2 separate regions of the Gasterosteus aculeatus genome follow, and region 1 is linked to region 2. Evidence: chromatin contacts called from public Hi-C data. All regions are on one chromosome and are shown on one strand. The core of a region is the stretch at or near the end of the contact, and the rest is flanking DNA. Distances in the headings are between cores, read along the strand shown. Region 1 has its middle 12 kb from the start of frmpd1a. Region 2 overlaps LOC144383368 (a long non-coding RNA gene).

The links. A called contact is a pair of places that touch in the nucleus more often than the background predicts.
Region 1: a contact with region 2 is called in a Hi-C map of skeletal muscle, with 2.1 times the contacts expected there. The contact joins two enhancer-like sites. A contact is called at or near these places in 2 of 6 Hi-C or Micro-C datasets (skeletal muscle and tail fin).

Annotation. Positions count from the first base shown.
Region 1 is chr9:10,903,970-10,908,119 of fGasAcu3.hap1.1, forward strand. No RefSeq gene overlaps it. Among protein-coding and RNA genes, the nearest start is that of frmpd1a, 12 kb to the right of the region's middle. Within about 2 kb of position 1,987, at least 3 of the 9 cell types and tissues checked have open chromatin away from gene starts, as enhancers often do.
Region 2 is chr9:10,843,228-10,847,508 of fGasAcu3.hap1.1, forward strand. LOC144383368 (a long non-coding RNA gene) reads right to left here. Exons shown (of 3, transcript XR_013450734.1): 3 at 1,851-2,055. Among protein-coding and RNA genes, the nearest start is that of LOC144383368, 22 kb to the right of the region's middle. Within about 2 kb of position 2,689, at least 1 of the 9 cell types and tissues checked has open chromatin away from gene starts, as enhancers often do.

The DNA of each region.
Region 1 (4,150 bases), core at 737-3,236, 60 kb after region 2:
CAGACACGGGAGGAGAATCTTGGATGTTTCCAAAGGCGCTGTTTTAGAGAGACAGCAGGAAAGGTGTGAGGAGGAAAAAATATGTGGCCTTTGACCACAAAGGAAATGATTTATACAGGAGTACAAAGCAAGCCCTCAGAATCAGTGCTGGCCTGTGATTTTGGAGTAGTGGCCACAGTCAGAATTGCAGACCAGGAGACCACAAGCCCAAAAATACTTTTTTTTCGGATGCAAATTACTGATCAAAATATGATTTCTTACTGTAATAAATTGTTTTCATGTCATGCATGTGTATGGGGAGCCAGTAGGAAGACAGCCAGAGCAACTTCTTCAGCATCCAACAATTAACTCTCATTGAGCGAATGGAAATTACTTTATCAAGTTTTATTAATAGGTGAAGAAAAATGAACATGATGCTTGCTGCACATTGTGATCTTGCTACACGTGAGATTAAAGTTGGGTGAACTATTGATAGACAGAAGCTTTGTCAATGTGTGTTCCTATTGTCATCATAGATGAATCATGCAGCTTCAAGTGAGCAAATAACTAACTGGTTAAGTGCTTTACCAAGTCCAAAGCTTTGGACGGGCAGTGGACCCGGTCCGATCTTAACAAGGAGACGTGACGCGTCAAAAACAGTAAGACTACATATGACTTTTCTTGTACATTATAATTCATTTCTCACGCCAAACAATATTTCAATCCTCTGACGATCACGATGCACCACATGATCAGAGCTGCAAGCCAGTGTCCTCTGATCCACCGACATTAGAAACAGACCCAAGTCAAATGGGGCGAACGAGAGGACTCTTCCCAACCCCACTCAGCTTTAATGTGATCTGGATACTAGGAACCAAGTGGATATTGGATATTACTGATCACTACAGTCACTCTATAAATCAACTACAGCATTTAACATAAAAGCTGCCAAATGGAACTGCAGCCAAGACGCTGACAAGTCATGGGATGGTATTTTTACAGATGTATTATTCCAAATTGCTTTCACGAATGTTCGACAGGTTCCATTGCCATTGGGCATGATTTACAAGTGGGCCCCAAAAAAAACACACACACAAATGCAATTACAGGAGGTATTTAGGAAAAATTGCCCTCCTTAGCTTGTTCTCTTTTCACAGCACCGACCAAAGAAAAAAGCTGAGACGGCCTGCCTTTCTCTCTCATGTCCCCGTCTCTGCGTCCTGCCCTTGGAAAAGAAAAGGACAGGCTCAGACAGCCTGGGAACGGCTAACTACAAGAGGATCGGAGCAGCGCAACATCAAAGGCCACCCCATTTGCAGAGCAGCTTACGCACACCCACACATACACAAACACCGGCTTACATATTTGGGGTTGCTTTCTCTGAAGTTCATTACGAGTGACAGAACTATTACCCTCTTTGACAGCCTGTGTGTGTGAGTCAACTACAAGAGGGGAGAGTTCAGCTCATAAATAGGCCAAAAAAAACGAGGAAGCTTTGGAACATTTCCTGCGTTATCGTTAGTTGTTCTGCATGCATGTAAAGAATGTTTCTATGCATAGATGCAACCAAAAATGTGTGCAGTAAATAGCTCTCACAAGTAATTTTCTGTGACTGGTGGTTTAAGTTAGTGTAACAAAAAAGCGGGAATGGTAAGTAGATGGATTAACGGACATCTCCTCCCACATCCTCTGATCTTCCACTGCTGCCTCATGAGAGGGAAGCTCCCTTCCACAGTCATCTAGTACACTTAATCTGAAATGGCAATATTAGAAGCCTGAGACGATGCCAACACAAATACAGCCAGCGCACACAACCGGCTGTTCTCAATAGTTCCTGGTGTACCGTGTCGAGGAGAGAGAAGGTGGGGGTATCTCACATGAGCGGACGGCTGAAGGAGATTGGAAATGAGTGAGGGAGGAACGGGCAGATTAACGTGAGAACAGGGGAGGTGTGTATCCTTTGTGGGAGGGACAGATGATGGATACAAGATGTGTGAAGATCCTTCAGGCGGGATGAAAGAGTTTGAGGAGTCATATTGAGTTATTGGACTAAGACTTTGTGCAACATGATAATAACGGCAGAGTGTGTGAGAGCCGAGGTCATCGTGACATCATTCATAAAAGGGAATTAATGTTGCAGTTTCACCTCAGAAGTTAAAGGTAGAAACGGACTCTAAACTCCCTGTGGCCGCTCCTTAATTAAGTATGCTGGAAGGGTTTAATTTCAAGGCCGGGGTTGGTGAAAATATATGAAATTTGAGTCCAGATCACTGGGAGCTCAATCAGGATAACCGATAAACCAGAGTTTAGGGCGGACAGAGAAACTGTGTTTGTTGTAAAGTTGAGCTTACATTCCTGCATCCACAGGCAGTTGGATGCAACTCATCTCAGCACATGTTGGAGCCATTACATGATGTCATGGTGGTACAATTTCCCACCAGCGTCTGTATGGTTTGAGAGGAAGTGATGTCACGGGCCCAGGATGAGCCTCGCAGATGGCAGAAGATGCTATCTAAACTCTGTGTGTGTGGGAGGGGGGGGGTTAATGAGACATGTCAGCAGATTCACAGATCAGTCAGTTCATTTACAAAATACCACCCTGTCTTTAAGAGGAGGTATTTATCCTTCCTCCCCCCAGCGTTTAGTCACGCGTTGTTTCAGCAAGTTTTAAATCTGGGCCTTTAAAGCTGCTCTGATCCACATGTTACATCAACAGTGGATGAAATGACAAGTGCATTGTGAAAGGGGGTCATTGGTAGTGTTAAACCCAAAGGGAATTATCAGACAACAGCACAGTTCCTCTCAGCTCATGAGGAGCGCTATCAGCTCATTGTTTTGGTTTTATGGTCCACAACTTAAAGCTGTGGATAGAAATTAGTTGCAGGAAACTGGATAGTACCTGCCTGGCACAAAACATCAGACTGACTAATGTCCCTCAGGAGTCGGTGGTGACAAAGACAGAGCAAAAGGAGAATGACTCCAGACAAACAGAAACACGACTCCATGTGTATATGGAGCGTCCACCTCTTATTCAATATGTTTATGTCTCATACCGTGTCTTTGATCGGTTAGTAATTTGTAGAAACCTTTTTTTAATGCTGAATTACCTTGCAAAAAAGCCATGAGCACATCGTGTCAAACATCTGAAATGATGCTTGTGTGATTTTTTCCTCAAGAATTCCATCAAGATTGTGTGATTGTTAGTTGACTACGGAGTCAGGGGCCAGGCCCACTGCTATGAGCACTGCCCCCAAGTGGATGAGAGTGGAACAGTTTGTTTGTAAACCTCTCATCCAGTTCCTCTGATCAACACATTTAAAATCAACACAATGGTTAACTTTAGCTGCCAAAAAAAGTTCAATATTTCAATTCACACTACCGCACCTTAATTAATCCTGCAGGTGTAAATGACACTTCTATGAGAGCCAACCAAGCTGTTCTTTTTGCTGATAGTCTATAACAGACTTCATCATTGCACTGATGAATTGTTAAAATGAAGCAACATACGGGAGAATACAATAATCACTGCCTAAAGCCCTTTGCATTTACATGCTGCATGAAGTCAATCGGAACTAAATGCCGCCACAACTCATGAAACAATATATTAAACCTCTTAAGTCCCAGGTGTTTATGTGTTTGCATTTCAAACACATCCCTCTTTGTGTGTAAACTGGTTAAGCGCTTAATCACCAGTTTCAGGGGATGGGAGAGAGGAAATGGAGTGGGACTGTTAAAGTGGATTATTTTGCAAGAGGGGAAAAATTGGGGGTAGAAGGAAAAAAAAGGAGAGGGAGACTGCGCAGCAATCAATGTTTTTTTCCCCCCCCAGAGCTCCACGGGGATTTGCGCTGAGTGATCTGAAGTGGCGCCCCGTGGTGCAAACCTGAGTGCTTTGACTCCACATAAAACCATTCAATCACAGCACCATGTTGTACTAAAAAGCCCCTTATGAGATCATTACCAAGGACGAACAAACAGACACTAATGAAAAAGACGGAGCGCATTGCTTGTGTGAAGGATAAGGACAACAAGAGGAAAGTTGGAGTCTGTCAAAGCTTCGTGAGTTTTAATTGTGCCAGTTTTAAGATCAGTTCACTCTGGACTTTCGTTGTGTCAACGCAGAGGAAACAACGTGATGATGATAGAGTGATGTCATCACGATTATCGTACA
Region 2 (4,281 bases), core at 1,439-3,938:
AGGAAACTACCGATAGGTACATATCTAATCAAGAGAGGGTATCATTTAACAAACCAACCATCTCCATTGTCCTCGACTCTACAGACATCGTTCAGTCGGTCGTGGCTTTGACATTTATATCGCTGTTTATTGTTAGATGATTTAAGCTCAAAGGGTTCCGATGAACTGACTGAGTATCAGAAAACAGACAAGACAAGTTACATTGTGGAGCATTTAGCCGCTTCGGAGCCAGACTGATCTGTTGTTGATCACAAGAATGAATATCTAATTTAAATCAGCTTTACTGTGGGGCTTTTGGCTTTGAAAATTGACAATTGTTTGTTAAAATGCTAGCCATCAACCTCAAAAAGTAATATGAAAAAAAAAAATGTGTGCAGCTCGTTCTGCTACCCCCTAGTGGTAAAGAAATCAATTATGGCAGACTTGAATTCAGGATGTTAAATTGCAATTACTATCCACGGAGGATTCGCAGCAAATGATAACCACAGTGCAGTTTTGCAGCTAGCATTGTGCTCCTTTAGCAGTGGGTTAGAAGTTAAAATAAAGAGACAGTCTCCTACATTTGCATAACACACAACAGCGTTTAATTTTGACCTCATGCTGTTCGTTCCAGGTCACCCGCAGGTTTAACATACGTGACCATATGAGAGGGTGTGGACAGAGTCCATTTGATTACTGACCAGCGCGGAAGCAGCGGAACTTTGTTGACTGTGTTCTCGTCTAACAAAAAAACGACATCTAATCTTAAACATATGGCCGAGGCCGGGGATTCTTGCATGACAGCATGCAGAGTGTGGGAAAGTCCTGCTGATGTACGTACAGTGTGTTCCTTTACGTCCTGCTGATTTCAGACATTTTGACACTACTTTATTGAGTTGTAAATTGTTATCCAAAATTACAACATTTCTCATTTCTGCTTAAATACTGCACTTGTCTGTGGTTTGATCAGAATAGTAAGAGTAGGCCTACTTAATAAGTAAACTGTGGCAAAAGTGAATGGAAAGCGAAAATCCAAGCGTGAAGTGCAGGAGTTTGTTACAGAAAGCAAGATGATGTGAGGAGTCGCAGACTTTGGAAGGACTATGGATCCAGAGGCCGACATTAGGCTGCATTGAAGTATGCTGTATGCTCCTGCCTACAAATTGCATCTTATCCAACTTTTAAACGTTATTATCAAAGTTTTGATGTTTTTTTTGAGAAGGGTTTTCATCACGGCCTTTTCACATCACATCTAAGGAAGTGAATCCCTCCTTTTCTGCAATGCAACAGTTCAGCATTTCTTTTCTGACTCAGTAACATCATGTTGACTGGCCTCATAACTCTGCAAACGTGTCCGTTGAAAAGCAAGCTAGGTGTTGCATATATATTTGGACTACGTGGGCTTGTTCATTTGTTTTAAATATCCCACTCTTTGTGTCTTACACTGCGATTTATTTGTTCTGGCCTTGGCGACATTGTATTTGGCTGCAACACTTATATATTTTAACAAGGACTGTTGAGGGTGGAGGGAAGTGTTTGACTAAACTCAAGTCGGGTCTTCTCAGACCTTTTAAACAGGGCTCTGTCCGTGGGGGGAAAGATGTTTACCTCAGCTGGTTCTATTCCCGCTGGCTGCGCAGGCCGGCCGCCTCTCTCGGATCTGCTCTCTGGAACAGAAGAAAATGCACAGTCAGAGAAGAAGAGTGTGCGATAAGGTGAGGAAAGAAACAAGTAAACAAGCCCACCGGGAGAAACGCAAACATGAGAAAAATACAGGTGCAGACAAAAGTGAGTCATGGAGACTCTGGATCATCTGATTGGAAACACACACACACACACACACACACACACACACACTGTACTTTTGCCACTGACCTCTCGTACACAGGGGTGAGGGCTGAGGGGGGGGGGGGTGGAGGGGACAAAGGGTCTGCAGACCCCATCTGCATGGCTTGTCCCTCGCTATGTGGCCCTGTGCAGCACCTGGCCCCATGCCAGCGGCCCCCAACGCCCCTTTGTGGCGGCCAGAGCGATCGGCTGGAGTCTGCCTTTGATCCCCGGGCCAAGTATTCATCTCTAAAAGGAAGAGGAAGAGCAAAAAAAAGATAAACAGAAAAAAAAGAGGGAGGGGAGGTGGAGAGAAAAAAAAAAGTCAACCTCTGCTGCCAATTATTGGGAAAGCATCAAGGTCTTTCCAGTCCGGTGTAAAGAGAGAGAAGAGAAACGAGGGAAGGGGAGGTGGGGGAACAGATAGCCGTTTGATGGCCTGGCTCGGTGTTAGTGGGGGGATTGTAACGAGTCAAGGTGAGGCAGACGCTCACCTGCAAGAGGTGATAACAGGTGGAGAGATCTATTTGTCCGGCCTACTAAGACACTTTCCTCTTTGGTGTTTTCTCTTTTCTTCTCATTATTCCTGTTAGCCCTTTTTTAAATCTTCGCCTCTTTCGCTATCTGTCGCAGACTCGCTCTCTCCCTCTTGTTGTTGACATTCTTATCTGTGACTTTCTTTCCGTTACCACTGTGTCCCGTTAAACCAGCTCACAAGGACAAATAAAGGTCATATCTCTGTCTCAGTTGAGGCGTTTCTGTCCCTTTCTGTCTGACTCTAGTCTTGAACCCACCTCCCCACACACACACACACACACATACACACACACACATACACACGCACATTAACTGTGTCAGCAGCGAAGGCGACCGTGAACGACAGCCTGCACACAGCAGAAGCATGTCATTCAACTGATGGGGATGTCATGACAACAAACAGGCGGGAGGATTACAGTGTTGTCAGTAAGCAAGGCACATTTAAAGCCTGTGAAGTGCAGAGATAATCACATAAATGATGCAGGTTACACTTCAAAAGTTAAAGCCTCAACGCTTTTTTCTTATTTCATATTGAAGCAAGTATGTGGCTCTGTGTTTACCGTCTTTCTGGGAAAAAAAAAATCAGCCGAAACCCGTTTGCTCAATATGACTATAAACGTTTACTACTGGCTGAATAGGATCCAATTACAGGGTTAAATTAAAGATTTTTTGTTACAAATATATGCGTCACAAACTAATACTCTGCCAAAACAGCAGAATCTGAATTATTTTATGATGAAGTAGAAAACCAAGAGTCAAAAGACCGGAAAAGTCAGCGATACATCCTCGTTGCACAGGAATACTGTCTCATCTTCCCGCACTCTATTACCTATTTTGACCTGTGCAAGATCACACGAGTAAGACAAGGCTGCAATAAGCTGGAACCATCCATTAAGGCTATGACATGATTAACAGCATTTTGCCTGAGATAAAAGTAAATGCCTGCATGTTATTCTATGTACGTACAGTGTAATATGTCCTGTAAGACGTAAAGGCACCACATGCTAACGGCAGTGCGGTTATTTTAATACCCAGCTTATGGTGCTGAAAACTGTTCACATGCATCACTCGCCTCCTCTCCTCTGCCTTCGTCCTTGTGGACAAAGGAACCGAACAGACAATAGAACATGCATTGATCACCAAGGACGAGTTTGTGCTGCTCTCTCTCTCTCCTTCGGCCTCTGTCTGTCTCTGTAATTCTCCTTTCATGGCTCTTTTTCCTGCCGTCTCCCGAGACCTTCTCAGTCGGCGAGAGAACAACAAAACTGAACATTAAAACGCCCCGCAGCGCTTTAAACACTTGTCATTTTGTCCTTTGTACAAATCAAGGCGAGTGTTGCTATGGACACAGTTAATTTGTATTGGTATGTTGGTTTTTCTTTTCGCCAATTCTCATTTCGTTAACTTTGTTGGTGGACGGAGAGGAAAACAGACAGCAACCCACAGTCAATTATCAGTACGGCAGAATGATCAAAAAACAGCCCGTTTAAAAATCCAATCTGTCCCGGGGGTGTGAGATGAGAGATGAGTGAAGGACATTTACCGCGGATCTCTGTGGGTATATTGACCAACATACAGCCTTTCTTTCTGAGGGAAGACGGATGAAAGGAGTGAGAATTTGCTCGCATGTGTAGTCCACAGTTTAAATCACATTATTTTTCTAGAATACGAGCGTTTTCTTTGCAGCATCTAAGATGTACGTTTCTTCCCCGTGTCTCGTTTCTGTGTGCGGTTTTTGCCTCGTTTAATGATACGCACTATGTACGAACGCCCGTGTGAGTGTGTTCATCATTACCTGCGTCCAGCCACGGGCGTTTAATTCAGCGAGCAGGGAGGGGCATTATCACACACCACCATCACTAATCCCCGTGGAATGAAACACAGACACTTTGAAGTCTGCCAAAGAATACTGCCGTAGTATTTGGAGAGAAGACTGCG